2 separate regions of the Zea mays genome follow, and region 2 is linked to region 1. The links are chromatin contacts, called in public Hi-C maps. All regions are on one chromosome and are shown on one strand. Each heading gives the region's core, a stretch centred on a gene start, on an enhancer-like site or on the middle of the called end of the contact. The rest is flanking DNA. Distances are from core to core; before and after follow the strand shown. Region 1 holds the start of LOC100286216 (small nuclear ribonucleoprotein Sm D1). Region 2 holds the start of LOC100383563 (Glycerophosphodiester phosphodiesterase GDPDL3).

What was found. A called contact is a pair of places that touch in the nucleus more often than the background predicts.
Region 2: a contact with region 1 is called in a Hi-C map of ear, with 4 times the contacts expected there. The contact joins the promoter of LOC100383563 here to the promoter of LOC100286216 in region 1. A contact is called at or near these places in 18 of 25 Hi-C or Micro-C datasets (bundle sheath, ear, endosperm and 5 more) and 2 of 3 datasets of contacts at active chromatin or transcription factors (leaf and seedling).

The regions. Positions count from the first base shown.
Region 1 is chr4:132,650,927-132,653,562 of Zm-B73-REFERENCE-NAM-5.0, forward strand. It overlaps LOC100286216 (small nuclear ribonucleoprotein Sm D1), which reads right to left and starts at 1,298. Exons shown (of 5, transcript NM_001159104.2): 1 at 1,227-1,298; 2 at 1,028-1,104; 3 at 161-209. The coding sequence starts at 194.
Region 2 is chr4:132,789,993-132,792,628 of Zm-B73-REFERENCE-NAM-5.0, forward strand. It overlaps LOC100383563 (Glycerophosphodiester phosphodiesterase GDPDL3), which reads left to right and starts at 1,309. Exons shown (of 9, transcript NM_001176211.1): 1 at 1,309-1,553; 2 at 2,365-2,636. The coding sequence starts at 1,427.

The DNA of each region.
Region 1 (2,636 bases), core at 48-2,547:
GTGCTGGTTTGATCACATCCATTTGTGGAGTTCTTGTAAGGACTGAAATTAGATGGACAATTTTTTTTAATCACCAAAAAATGACAGAAATATTCTCTAATCTTAGGTGTTAATAACAGTGTCATATGGTAAGTTCTAAACAACATGAAAATTACTTAACTATCTGAAGATAGCTGTCCGTATATGTAAACCATAATCGACCGGATAACCTATAAAAGAAACATTACACTGTGACTATTAATGCTACGTAGGATTACTCCAATATATAAAGGACAATGCATATACCCTACCATACTATCTAGAGCAGGCAATGTAGATAAAATGAATTTCTTGAAAATTCAAACATATGATGAGGACTTGAAAATAATTACTATCCTAAATTAAGCCAGTAAACATGAAAGTTGAACCCTAGGGGAAAAAGATGTCTACAAGAAAAGTAAACATGGTCTTTTTTGTTAGGGAAAACATGGTCTGTGAAGCACAAATAAATGTTCAGTCCACCCTCCATTTTCACGATGCCTAACTTAGAAGAAACTCAGAAAACTGTACTAATTTTGGTTTAGGTTGCATCTAGAAATCTTTCATTTCACATTGGACGACAGAAATCGCCTAAAAATTATCCAGTTTAAGCACAACTTTGGTATGCAGGAGCAACATTACCCATTGAAACCAAACATTAGAAACTATAAAAATCACCAACACTTCAAATCAGATTTATAACAGCCAATACTGGCAGCAATGCAAAAATTAAAGTGAATTACCCAAAACGGCAACATGGTGTTGCAAGTCACATGTTATATGGAAGGAATAACTAGAATATATTGCCTTACTATAGATGAATAAAATTCACCATATTTGGACCAAGCGGAAACAGGATGGCAATAAAAGATCATATAGTAGCTCTGTTGGTCACATGTTCCTAGGTTACAGCCAGAAACACAGTATTAAGCTACTTTCTAAGCCCGCACACCTAAAGGTGCCCCGCACCTCTAATTCCCACAGTGGTAAAGTTCGCATGACGTCATACCGGTAATGGTTCCGTGTACGACGGTGCCGTTCTTAAGCTCGATGGTCACCGTTTCGTTGTTCAGCTTCATCAAGAACCTGTAAAAGCGCAATTCCCGCGCCAAAATCCGCACCGATTCGGGCGAAAATTGCACCAAACGAATCAGCAGACTGAAACGAATGGAGGGGGAAAGGGGAGAAACAGGGGGATGCTGGCTTACCTGACGAGCTTCATCTTGGAGGCGCTTGTGGGGAGGTAAAGCTAGGGTTTTTGCGGGGGGAGCTGCTACCTCGAGCTGATTCGGAGCGGGCGAGGAGACATAAAAACCCCTTCTCCCGATTTGCGGCTGTACACTGTAGTCGCGAGATGGGCTAAATGGGCTGTAGCTGGGCCTACGATGGGTCTTCGAAAGGAAAAAGTCTATTTGATATCCCTCAAGTCCGATGGGGAGGTGGAGGATTCGCTTTCGCTGACGCCTGACGGCAACGTGTCGCACCGGCGGCCTTGGCCACTGTCCTCGAGCTCGTCGGCCCGCCCACCTTCAGGTCCAGCGCCTTCACCTTCACCACCGGCTACGGCTAGGCGCGCTCTCAACTTCGAGAGTGCGGACTATGTCGCTGATCGCAGCCGTGAACTCCACCCCAACTTCGACAGGCATGCTTACAACATACTAAAATAATACACCATCTTCACTCTTCAGTAGGCGGTGGCCTTGAGAGCCGAGATCGGATGAGGATTTCCAAATCCTTGTCTCTAGTTCAGTCTCTCTCGTGGGGCTACAGAACCATGGCAGATGAGGAATTCCGGATACTGGGAGATGACCCTTTGTGCAGCAACATGACGATGATCGATCATACCCAGATATAGATACTGAAGTACGGAATTACAAATGATTAGCTTTCCAAAATTCTCTCCATTTGGTTAAACATGAAATTGAGATTTAAAATCAGAGACTCAATTATCTGGAATTGAACTATAACTAGAAACTCTTTCTCTCAATACATAGCATCGCCCTCCGTATTGTGTAGAATTAGGCCGCAAAATTTCAAACTCCAATTCAGTAATATTCAAACAATATAATTAGAATTACATCATTTCAATACCAAATTCAATTTCATGCCTTAAATATTGACATCTAAACGGATCATCAGATTTTTCGTCATGATGTGAAATGCAAATGAAAACAGAAAGCTACTTTTGAATCACTTGTATACATGTCCAGGCGAGCCGGGGCTTGCCGGATGGCTTGAAACCCGACACTGGTTGTGCCCAGCTCGAAACCAGCACGACACATAGCGAACCGAGCCCATGACGGCTTGGCCTGGTCACTGGGCTGTGCCTGGGCTAAGGCGTGGCATGGCAGGCTTCGACACGACCTAGTTTTATTTTTTTCTATTTTTTTCATACAAATACATATCATATGTTTTTGTTGGTTATATGGGTGCGAATAAATGTTTAGAGGTAAAAGGCAACACAATGTAAAATGTTACGGACATTCGTCCCTGAAAGCGTTATCTTCTTCAAAGATAATGATTCCTGGACGAGGGTAAAGGGAGATGATTAACTTCAATCATGAAACAATCCTCCTTCGAGGGTTGTTTATGATCGAAGATTAATGACAGAACAAAAA
Region 2 (2,636 bases), core at 59-2,558, 140 kb after region 1:
GGGGCTGCTCCCCCGGCTCCGGTGCAAGCACGCCGATCGCCGGCCGAGTCAGCATCCGCACCAGCACCACCGTATCCTATTCCTTGGTGCATTGCATGGCGGATTCGCGGACCGAGAAAGGACACGATGCGCGGCTCCACTTGGTCGAGCACGCCAGGTGACAGAGATGCGGAGCAGCCAATCAAGGCTGGGGACCCTGCACATGTTACGGGCACATACACGGCTACACCACCGCCACAGGCGACCATCCACAATAGCCATATAAAAATTCTCGTTGCTTGCTCTCACATTCATTTCTTCACGAACGTAAAAAAATTCGGTAAAAAGTATTTCCCCTTGCTTAAAACACGGTCTTGATCTAGACAAAGTTCTACTACATCCATCTTGAAATCGTATTTTAATCTCAGCAATTTACTGTACAACGGGCAGTGCGATCCACCCGTATGGATTGGTTGGGTACGGCCAACCTTAATCTACGGTTGTTGTTGTCTTTTATTCTGGACTATAATGAGTTATGAGCCATTTGATGACCCTAGCCATATCTGACTATAATGAGTTAGAGTCCTACGTGAAGCAACACTTGTATTTTAAAGCCTTGTTGGGTCAAATGATTCTAAATGTGAGTCGAGAGGAAGCTGCTACAAGCCCATGATTTTGTGGAACAACTAAAATATATGCTTGGTTCAAACAACTGCCAACTATAAGTTCTATTGTCAAGTATAGATTCTGTAAGAGTATTGATAACCGTTAACTATAGATTTTATTGTCAACTATAAATTCCGTAAAACCTTGATAGTTTGGTAATATGAACGACAAAAAATATTAAAAATCTAGGATGAACCGTTATTTTGAACTGAACTAAATGAAAACATATTATGATGTTTTATTCTATATATTTTTTAAATGAATCTAGTTCAAAAAGCTAAATCAAACGCATCCTTAATCTCAACATCATCTTACCTTCAACCAGGCCTCTTACCTCGCGCACATCACCACGTCATCGGGAAAACGTCAATCGAAGTAAATAAAAAAGAATGGAGAAGGTACATTTTCAACGAAGAAAAGGAGAATAGTTGAAACTAATCATTTCTCTTTCCTTTGCAAAGGTTGGAAACTAGACCCATTCGGGGGCATCTCACACGCAGACCACCTTCCCCCTCCCCTGACCCTGATGCCACTTCCTCTTGTATCACACACAGACACAGCTCAGCAGCAGCAGTATCGCCCCGCCACCCGGTGCTTTTGTCTCTCTCTCGCTGGGTCTTAAAAATCCAACGCCAACGCGGCCGCCGGATGCGCATTGCCCCCCTCCTCCCTGTCTCGTCTCCTCGTCGTGGCCACCTCTTCCTCTGCTCCCCCTTCCAGGGGTCGTTCTTGGAGCCCCAGTTCCTCGAGCTGCGTCCGCCGGTGGTCGCGTAGGTGGCGGATGCCCGCAATGGGGAGGAGCAGCCGCGCCTGCTCCCTTCTTGGTTCAACTCACCTGCTCCTCCTGCTGCTGCTCTCGGTCGGCTCCGCCGTCGCCCAGAATGGCTCTACCTGGAAGACCCTGAGCGGTAAGCTTTGGATTCGCTGCCTTCTCACTTCGTTTCTTCCAAGGTTCCCGCACTAATTGTGTATGTGGTCTGATCTGGTCGATTTGCTGCCACTCTTCGCTTAAAGATCAGCCCTCTTGCCTGTAAATTGCAATTTTTGTTTTGTTCTACAGCTTGGCCTGGATCTTCAGGATGAGTGTGAACTGGCTGCGCATTTATTTCTTTTTTTGGGTGGGGCGCTCTGTTTCTGTTTTTCTGCAGCAAAATAGTTTTTTAGGGCTTCTGCAGCAAAATAGAGCTTTGCTGGTTTTTAGCACTGTTTGGGAGACTAGATTTCTGATTGGAAGTTTGGGGCCAGCCATGATACCTTTTAGCATCTCCAGCAAAAAAAATGCACGGTAGCCTTTCTAGCTAAGTGGCAATTTTGGTTGGGATTGAATAGCAACATCTTTCATGTTCGTTTCCTGTTTACATCACCGTGCCTCCAAGTGCAAGCCTATGCAATATCACTTTCTTGGTGAGGAACACTCAGTAAACCATTAGCTGCTGGTGTCTACTGTTCATGGGCTGCGTATGACCCATATGGGCGTATTGCTATTTTGAGAACGGGATGGGAGTGGATCAGTTCGATGGATGTTAATTCGGGCGGTGTTTTGAGTTAACCCCGGTAATAAGAGACGATAATTTCAGATGGTCATGCGTGCTTACGAGTTTTATGTCCGTCCGGTAAGGTAATTTTGGTTTTGTAGTTTCTGCCGTAGCACTTAGGGTTGTTCCAGTACTTTTGTCCATCTTCATGACCCTAACAGTACCAATCGTCTCATATTTCCAGGCAAGGCTCCAGCAGTCGTTGCTAAGGGCGGGTTCTCCGGACTATTTCCCGATTCCAGTGACTATGCTTATCAGTTTGTTGGCATATCTAGTTCCCCTGACACCACCGTGTGGTGTGATGTTCGGCTGACGAAGGATGGTGCTGGTATCTGCCTACCGAGCATAAACATGGATAACTGCACAATAATAGCCAGTGTTTTCCCACAAGGGAAGAAGACCTACAAGGTTAATGGTGTATCTACAGCGGGCTGGTTCTCCGTAGACTATACAAGC